Linked DNA regions of Triticum aestivum: region 1 is linked to region 2. A link is a contact called in public Hi-C data. All regions are on one chromosome and are shown on one strand. The core of a region is the stretch at or near the end of the contact, and the rest is flanking DNA. Distances in the headings are between cores, read along the strand shown.

Region 1 (5,248 bases), core at 2,533-5,032, 180 kb after region 2:
TAGCCAAGGCAAGCTCAAAGACGAAGCCCATGCAGGGAATGTGGCGTTGAGCGCCACCATCACCTGATCCCGGAGACCGAGATCCAAAGTTTCCTCTGGAGCTGACAGGAGTGAAGACGAGCACCGCACCATGACGCCTTCAACAAGGATACGACGCCCACAGGCACCGCCGTCGTTGGCTACGACCGAAATCGGAGCCCGGCATTACGCCGGCAGTGTGCGCGCCCCCAAAACCTATAGCCTGCTAGTCCTCCAAGAGCCAAACCCACAGAGCAGAAGAAGCACTCGCTGCCAGCCCACGAACAGAGACTGTCGGCCATGCGAAGCCTCCAGACCGGGGGAGAAACGGAGACGGGCGAGAACCACACCTGCTTCACGCCTAGCCCGCCGCACACCTCGTGCGTAGAACCCCAGCGCGCCCACCCACCCCCATTCCGAGATCCAGCTCACAAGAGAGCAAAGACCGTCAGATCCGCCGCCGATGGCACCGCACACCCAGGCCCGCGCGGGGCAGCCCACAGCCGAGGCAGATGAGTCCGCCACAGGAAGACGCCGCCCCCACGGCCGAGGGATCGCCCGCTCGCCACACACGCCGATGGAGGGACCGCAGGCAGGGCCACCGCGCCAGATCTGGGAGGCGACGCGCCAACGCGCGCCCCACACAAGTGGAGCACGGGGGTGCAGCACCAGCCCGCCGCGAGCACCACCGCCTTCCGCACCGCGCCCGGAGCACGAACAGCGCGCGCGGAGGAGCGACGCACCGCCGCCGCCACACGAGTCCCCTGCTCGTAGACGAGCCGCTCCGGCGCGCCAGCCCTGCCGCCGCCGAATCCACGCGGGGCTTTGCCCGACAGAGGCAGTTGGGCGGCGGGGGGGGGGGGGGGGGGGGGGGGGGGGGGGGGAAGCCGGGGGAAGGCCGCTACGCTTTGCGAGATGCGCCGCCGCCTGAGTCGCCCTGGGGAAGACGGCGCGGGGGCCAAGTGTAACCAAATGTGCCTCTATCCCAGGATGAATTGGAGAAGCAATAGGAGAATGTCCTGAACTTCATGGGTTCGATAAAACGGTAGGATAGTTGCTACCGGATGAGCAGAAGTTTTTCCTATGCGTAGTGAATGTCGCGGAGGCGAAGGCAACCCTATGCATGATTTAGAGAAGCAAGTTCATGCACTAAATTATCTTATGCAGCACATGTGATTTTATGCGAATTTTATGTTTCAACTATGACTTTTTTACATTTTATGCTTGAACCACATTTTTATGTGCTATTTCCCTCCTCCTTTTGTAAGGAATATCATAACCTTCAATTATATGGGATATCCCAACTGTTTCACACATGAACAGAGAGTAAGCTGAACCAACCAGCTGGGCGTATCAGATTCTATAGATTTGCACATACACATGGTCTACGATAAAGTAAAACAGGGCACCAATGCATCCACCATTAATAATCAAAATAACGCAAGGCTTAGCAGCCAGGGAAGTAATTTGACGAAAATCAAGGGCAGCACTTCAGCTGCAAGTTTACTGAATTGCATCACGACAGAAAGTCTGGCAACAATCATATCAAGTTCATGATGTTCGAGGTAAAAATCTATCATCACACCATAGAAGACAGTTCTACTTTAAGATTTATCCGATAACATGGAAACTCTTAACATCCTCTCCTACTGCATTAAAGCAGCTGATGACTTCCGCACCATCTGAATCACTCGTGGAGGGTGCCCAGAATGTCGTCGTCTCTGTAGAGGAGGTACCTGAAAAGTTTCAGGTGCATTAGAAAAGGCGGATAAAACTGGAGGTTGCCAGGTGGGTAAAAATAGAACATGCTTGTTGTCACCCAAAAGTTTTGACAGAATGTTACATCTAACAACAAAGAGCATGTGAAAAGTGGCATATTAGTATAAAGAGCTGCTACCATCTTTAGTAATAGCAGAAGTTTCAAATCACAGTTAGATATTAGCACTTCCCAAGTAACACATCTGCTAATCCAACTACGCAATATAACTATCCAAGTTAAGGCAAAATGGCTTGATGTAGCAACACAGACCATGTGAAAGATTTTAGTACCAACTACCTAGTGGCTGTGGCAGCATCTGAATGATGAACCATATCAGGTGATACAATTAGTGATATACTGCTATTCGCACTTGAAAAATCACTCGCATATTACAACTTGTGTCCCAATAGAATTCATTATCCTACATTCATGGAGGGAATAATCAAATGCTGACAAGGCATGAAAACAATTGTTTCTACAAGTATGGAAATGTGCACTATGCTGCTGAATTAGGATGTTGCGCTTTGTTTTGCATCACACGCATCAAGAACATCACAACACCAACAACTGAAGTAATACGATGGTGAAATAAGTAACGTACTCTTTCTCAGGAGCAAGCTTGACTTCAAGACCGCCATACTCAGGCAGGAGCACATGGTCGCCTTCCTTGAGAGCAACAGGGATCAGCTTCCCTTCCTTGTCACGGCTGCCAGGGCCAACAGCTATCACCTTACCAGAGTTCAGCTGGATTCACAAGAACATTCTCAAGTCATGAACTGATTTGACAGTCAAATTATCAAAGACAACTCTGAAAAATCAGGGAACCTTTTCTCGAAGATAATGTGGGATTAGTTAAGTGCACTACTAATAAGAGTAATCAGTCAAGAACCGGTCAGTTAACTTCATCACTAATAGGATTGATCAGTCAAGAACCCGTCAGTAAACTGCACTACTAATAGGAGTGATTGGACATGAACTGACCAGTTTAAGTGGTCTGACAGGACTATTGAGGCAGAACTACAGTAAAACTAGCAATCTAGTAGCATGACAAATGTGAAAGCAACATTGGTGGTAAAAATAAACTCTTTGTGGAAGCAGAACTGACGGCATCTTCACCAATGAAACTACATTTGTTTAAACTAAATCATTCTAGCTAACAATCCGCAGGACACAAGGCGAATCTGAATCAGCCAGTCTAGCCACATCCCCATCTGCACAAATTCCACAATTAAACAATTTGCAAACTACGCAGCTATCTCTCTGCCTAACAAGTAACCATATCAGAATAATAAGCAATCTTCCCAGGAACAGACACCCCTCCTGTTCATAACTACTCCGTATGAACTATTGACGAACTAATGTTCTGAAAAAATACACAACTAATAGCACTGGGTCAGAACTATTGTACAACTACAACTTAGCAGTCTAGTAGCACGCCAACTGCAAAAAGTACAACATTGGTAAAAAAACGATTCTTCGTGGAAGCAGCACAGATGGATGTCAACTTGATTAATCGAATCCCAATTGCCTAAATTAGATCGTTCTAGCTTAGAATCTACCTACACAAAGCAAATCTGAGGCGACCGGCCTTGCAACACCCCCAACCGAATTAATTCCACCAGATAACGAATTTGCAACCTAAACGACCATCGCCCGCCCAAGATCTAAGCAGTCCCCAGACGGGATCCACGCATATATGAGCAAGAAGCAACATCTACCAGCGGCAGCGGCATCAGCAAAGGGGAGGGCGAGAAGGGCGCGCCGTACCTGCTTGGAGGTCTCCGGGAGGAGGATGCCGCCGGCGCTCTTCTTGGGCTGCACCACCTTCTCCACCAGCACCCGGTTGAAGGACGGGATCAGACGCCGAATCGCCGCCATCGCCGCCGACGAGATCAGACGCCGCTCTTCTCCTTCTTGGGAAACAAGCAAGAAAACGCGACGCTTCCACACTCTTCGCTTTTCGCCTCCAAGGATGGTGGGGTTTAGGGTTTTATGAGGGGAGGCGCGGTTGCGGGCGCGGTGGAATGACCGTCCTGCCCCTGCCAGCCCTAGAATGTTCCTGCCCGTGGGCCAGAGACAGCCGCGCGATGCTTACTACGGCCCAGTTAAGGCCCGTTATCGTAGGCTTTAGCCCACAAGGCGTTCCAACGTGCGAGGCAGCGCCGCCGCGAGCGAACTCCATTCCCTTTCCAATTTCCACCCTGCTGCTGCAGTCGCCGGCGGCGAGGAGGAGCTGAGAGATGGCGGACGCCGGCGGCGTGAGGGAGCGGGAGGAGGAAGAGGACGACGACTTCGTCTGCCTGGATCCGTCCTTCTTCATGAATCGCAAGTAGGGGTTTGCTCTCTCTCTCCACCCACTCGGGGTTTACTGTTCTTATGTAAGTAGCTGAATTGAAAGCTTCTATGCTGATTTCGTTGCTGGATTTGGGCAGCTACGAGATGAAGACCTTCACCTACGGCTCCCAGGAGCTCCAACTCCTCTGCCTCAGCTCCGCCTGCAGTTAGTGCCCCTACCCTTAGCTTCTTCCTTGCCAATGTTGCAAATTACTCGTCGCTAGCTAAGCGGGGGCAGTTCGATAAGCCTGTTGCGATGGTGAATTGGCAACGGGGGGTCTTGCCACTAGCTCGTTCTGTGTAAAAATCTACTAGGAGCAGGGACAAGCGTGGAGGTTCCTTAGTTTAGAGCAGAAGAGGGGATGGTTGGTTGAACTTGAGCAGCACATTGTGCTGCTCAAGTTAGTTACCGATGTTTTTGTGTCGACAATTACAAGTTGTTCAATCCAGCACTGTTTGCATGATAGCCCTGAATAATACTCAGTGTTAAGTTCCACCACTTGTTGTTTCATTTGGTCAATGAATTGCAGCATGTATGATTCAGGCACCGGCAGTTTGTTCTACTTGTTTACTCGATGAGGTGCTGATCACAAGTTTAATACCGTAAGAACAGCCTATCAATTGTAGATGGCTTGTTTCTGGTTGTGCAGTTACAGCTTAGGTAAAATGTTAAATGTTTCGAGCATGGAAATATGTCCGTGACATGTGATTTGGGCATTGTCTTCTTGTTGTCTGCATATGTAGCAAAAAAAAAAACGGATGTTCATTACACAGTCATGTGGCTCTAGGGCCACTTTTTACCTTGTCTTGTTTGTGAATCCTTCCACTGAGACAGTTCCATTCTAGTGCATGAGGATGTCAAAAGGCCCACGTATCACATGATCAAACTAATGAAGGGTCACAGTCATATTGGTTGTCACTAGGCAAGGCGACTCACTTTGTATCTACTTTTACAGCCATCGGAATGTACGCAGATTTTCCTAACAAAGTAACTCTCATTTAAGTGGTCACAGTGCTATCCATTGTCCGTCAGTTGAATTTTTTTAGACCTGACCATGCTACACTCAAGTTCTGTTGCTGCCGTGCAGCGAGATATGTGGAGGGTCTTATTTAATTAAGTCTCGTGGTTAATACACT
Region 2 (4,813 bases), core at 912-3,411:
TATGATGCAACAGTGCGGCCGTCGGGGTAGTCCGCCTAGCCAATCTCCAAAGGAAGATCTTGAGTTTCGAAGGCACCTTAATTCCCCACAGCTTTGCCCAACCATCGCCATCAGCGTTTGTATGAGAAGATCCATCTTGCTAATATAACCAAGCTTGGCGGCTCAATTTTCTCTGCTGGATCATTCTATACGCAGTTCTCACCGAGAAAATCCCCCTTCGGTCTTCACTCCATGCCCAAAAATCTTCAATCTGTCTGGTGCAAAGAGGGATCTGCAATATTGCCTCCACATCAATCGGTATAAAGGTTGACCGAACTAGCTGCTCGTTCCACGAGGATGTGGCGTGGTTGATTAGTTCTGACACTTTATGTGGCGGATGTGGAACAAGAGATGTGATTGGCCTCTTCATAAGTGAGCTAGGTATCCAATTGTCACGCCATATGTCGGTCGTTTCGCCATTTCCAATTCTCCTTACTAGTCCTTGCACCATAATGTCCCTTCCGTCCAGAATAGCCCGTCAGATCTGCGATGGATGGTGGCCCAATTCTGCTGCAAACAAAGATGTGTCCGGGAAATAAACGCTCTTGAGAATGCGTGAACTCAAGGATGTAGGGTTTTGGAGCATATTCCATGCCTGTTTTGACAGTAGTGCCAAGTTAAAAATTTCCAAGTCCCTAAAACCAAGCCCACCAAGATGTTTCGGCTTCATCATCTCGTCCCAGGAAACCCAGCTTGGCTTGCGTTTTCCTTGCTTACTCCCCCACCAAAATTGCCTGATCAATGAAGTGACATTCTCACATAAACCCCTTGGCAAACGGAAACATGACATAGAGAACACCGGAATCGACTGCGCCACTGATTTGATAAGCACTTCCTTCCCCGCAGCTGACAATATTTTCTCCATCCAACCTCTGATCTTCTCCCATACTCGGTCTCTCAAGTACCTAAAGGTGCCATTCTTGGAATGCCCAACATCCGTGGGCATCCCCAAGTACCTGTCGCTGAGGGATTCATTCTGGACATTCAGAGTGGTTTTGATGCTTTCTCTCATGCCCTGCGGGCATCCTCCGCGGAAGAAGATAGAAGATTTCTCGTGATTTATACGCTGTCCGGAAGCCAAACAGTAGCGCTCTAGCAGGTTTGATACTGTAACAGCCCCTTCAACACTCGATTTAAACATCAGCAGGCTATCATCAGCGAAAAGGAGATGGTTCACGACGGGCGCCGTGGATACCACCTTGATCCCTTCTAGCTGAGACGACGAAGAACTGGATTTCAGTAGGCACGAAAGGTCCTCTGCTGCGATTAAAAAGAGATATGGGGATATAGGATCTCCCTGCCGAATACCTCTGGATGGATGAAAAGTGTCTAGTCTCTCACCATTAAAAAGCACCGAGAACGATACAGACCACACCATGTTCATAATGATTTGTACCCAGGCTGGAGCAAAGCCCAATTTGATCATTATCGCCTGCAAGTAATCCCACTCTCGCCTGTCATATGCTTTCATCATATCAAGCTTTAGGGCACAAAAGCTGTTAACCTTGGCTTTGCTGCGCTTCATAAAGTGAAGACACTCATAAGCACTATTAATGTTATCTGTGATATGTCTTCCTGGCACAAAGACGGACTATTCTTCTGAAATAATCTTTGGGAGAATCTGCTTCAATCTGTTCGCAATCACCTTGGACGCAATCTTGTATAACACATTGCATAAACTAATAGGCCGGAATTGAGTTAGCATAGTTGGATTCATTACCTTTGGGATAAGAACCAAAACAATATCATTGATGCTTTCTGCACTCTCCTCACCCCGAATAATCCTCAACACTACCTCCGTCACCTCAGCACCACACATCTCCCAATGATGTTGATAGAAATGAGCTGGAAAACCATCGGGGCCGGGTGCTTTGGTTGGAAACACCTGAAAGAGGGCTGTCTTGACTTCTTCCTCCTTGTACGGTGCAACGAGAAGATCGTTCATCTCTGCTGTGACCTTAGTTGGTACACAATTGAGAACCGTTTTCATGTTGCTAACTTCCTCAGAGGTATAAAGAGATTTATAGAAGTCATGTACCATTGCTTTGAGTTCGTCCGGGTCATCAGTCAGAGTCCCAAGAGAATTTTGCAGAGATAGAGATAGAGATTTGCTTCGGGCCGAGAGAGGCCCTAATCTGCACAAACCCTGTATGCGGCTAAAAAAAAGGCCAAAACAGTCTTGGGCCCTTGACTGAGAGAGCACGCACAAGCGCGGCGCAGTCGTCTCGGGTGGACTCCGTCGTCTCTTCTGAGTTCGAGACCGACCGAAACGCACAGGCGTCGGAGCGGCTAGGCGAAGGCGGGGCCCAACGCCGGCGAGCGTCGGCAGCGTGCTCGCCGCCATGGACGAGCAGGAGTTCCGGCGCATGCTCGACCTCTTCCCCGTCGTCCGATCCCGCGACTACTGCGTAATCCATCTCCTCCCCCCTCCTCTAATTCTCTCCTGTTTCCTGAGCATGGGAAAAAATTTGTGTGTTTGCGGCGCGGCAGTGGTGCCCTTGCCCTTGCGGGTTTTGAATTGGAGGCCAGAGAAATCGCGATTTTGCCGGGGTAGGCGATTTTGGTGCGGGTGGCTGTTGATTGGACTAATCCTAGGTCTGTGCGCTTGGAATATGGCTCTGGATTTGGGTAACCTTAGGGTTGGTTCTGGCGACCCTTTAGATCACGCGAAGCCTATGGTATCACTACGCTGATCTTGGAAGTGTTGGTCTTGTAGCAACCCATGGAGCTCACGAGATGTAAATCTTCCATCAACAAGGCGAACATCAGATCCACAAGTAATTATCAGACTGATATTTCTGTGGTAAAGCAAATAAAAGAAGGAAAATCCATCCATATCCCGTTAAAGGACTTCAATTGAAATAAGAATATAAAGTCCTTGTTAACAATGAGAGCGTTTGTGAGTGCGATAAAAGTGTGTATGTATTTGTGTCCTAGCAAGACATAAATGGCAACTCTTTGTCTGGTCTATTGTCTGTATTTCAGAATTTCCCAGATTCCATCAGTTACTCCTACTTCTAGCCCCTCAAAGCATGTGATCCAGGTGACTATGTCTCCTGTCCTTTGTCATTTAAGTAAACATGCTAATATTAGCATCTGGCTAATATTAGTTAAGAATGTTAGTACAGCATCGTCAAGGTGCCGCGTCTCTTTCAAATAGTGTGTTTGTCATGAATATTTGATGTTAGTCAAGTTATAGCCCTGTGGTTAAGAGACGGTTAAACGGGCTCACGTATATAAATAGAAAGTGTATATAAATAGAGACGTGGGTCGAACGGTAACAAGGATTGCAGTAGTAACTTGACATGTAATCCTAAACATTCATGGTCAATGCTTCATTGCAGAAGGAACCGAAGGAAACATGGTAGGTGCTTGTTATCCTGTTACAAGACCTTGTGGTTACGAACTGATGCCAACTTTTCTTGCCAAAATGTAGAAGGATGAAGTGGAATCATCAAGCGAAGGCACCACACAGCAAACACGAGCTCAGGTATGGTTAATGTGATCAGCTGTGTGCTGCCTGATTATACTTGAAAATAACTCTGACGGGGCTATTTCTTGCAGGAGATAAAAGGAACCAAAAAGAAGGCTGCAGAAGGTATATGGATCAGCATTATTATGTTTCTCTGATAATTTTTTACCAGAGTTACATCTCATAACTGTTCCGGAACCACATCATCTGCCATTATCATTGTAGCGGCCTTGCACTTTGTTCATGTGAATCACATGGATATTCATGACCCCACATCTAGGGGTGGGCGTTCGGTTCCCCCGGACCGAACGGTTCGGTGCTTCGGTGTTCTGATTTTCTCGGTTCCTAGAAAACGTGGACCGATCGGTCTCTAGCAATACACAAAACCGAGCCTTCGGTGCCCCGATCGATCGGTTCGGTACTCGGTTTTGCACCGAACAAACCGAACAGCTGGCGGGTTGGGCTGGCGGGATGGGATGGCGGACTGCTATACTTGTTTGTCTCGGCTGGGCTAGATAACAACACGTGTTATGCTCAAAGAAAAAAATACATGAGGTGAGCGAGACAACATGCAACAACAAACAGTACCTAGGTTCACTAAAAAAAGATGGTTTGCGTCTTGTAGGGAGAGAATCAAAGGGACCAGCCCACGACACTATTTTCCACTCATCACATTAACGCGCCATCCCATTAATACAATTGATTTTTTGTTCGTTGGCTGGCAACACATAGCGTACATATGGGAACTAATTTATGGAAGACGCATGAGACAGTTAGTGGTGGGCCTCGGTGCTTCGGTCAATTCGGTCGCTTGACTGTGCAGACCGAAATCACCGAACTAAATTCGGTTTCTCATAATCGCTAACCGAGCATAGTACCGAACTAATCGGTTTCGGTCACTTCGGCTTCGGTTCAGGTTAAATCGGTCCGGTCGTTCGGTTTTCGGGTTATATGCCCACCCCTACCCACATCCCTATCCCTAAATAGCCTTAGATCTCTAGCATGCATCCCCGAACCTTTGGAATTTATTCGTGACCACACATCCCTAATCTCTAATTGGTCCTAGGTCTTAAGCCTGTGCCCTGTTGCTGTTGGCTTTCGTCTTTAGTCTCAGTTCTTCCTCTCACTAGTCTACTTCATAGAATTTTGTTCCTTCTAAGGCTTAATAACTCTTAAATCTCTATCAATTTCGCTTATTTTCTTCTATCTTTAAATCTTTTAGAACAAGACTTCTCACATAGGGCTGTTTGCACTTTTGACCACATTTTTGCCACATGTGGGATTCAAAGCTGGGTGGGCTGA

Evidence for each region. A called contact is a pair of places that touch in the nucleus more often than the background predicts.
Region 1: a contact with region 2 is called in a Hi-C map of leaf, with 5 times the contacts expected there. The contact joins the promoter of LOC123044020 here to the promoter of LOC123044017 in region 2. A contact is called at or near these places in 3 of 5 Hi-C or Micro-C datasets (leaf and root).

Annotation. Positions count from the first base shown.
Region 1 is chr2B:152,409,749-152,414,996 of IWGSC CS RefSeq v2.1, forward strand. It overlaps LOC123044020 (10 kDa chaperonin, mitochondrial), which reads right to left and starts at 3,783. Exons shown (of 3, transcript XM_044466637.1): 1 at 3,545-3,783; 2 at 2,379-2,521; 3 at 1,485-1,754. The coding sequence starts at 3,655. The coding sequence ends at 1,706. LOC123044019 (protein N-lysine methyltransferase METTL21A) reads left to right here and starts at 3,916. Exons shown (of 8, transcript XM_044466636.1): 1 at 3,916-4,106; 2 at 4,210-4,277. The coding sequence starts at 4,018.
Region 2 is chr2B:152,234,122-152,238,934 of IWGSC CS RefSeq v2.1, forward strand. It overlaps LOC123044017, which reads left to right and starts at 2,162. Exons shown (of 6, transcript XM_044466634.1): 1 at 2,162-2,447; 2 at 3,476-3,529; 3 at 3,604-3,637. The coding sequence starts at 2,382.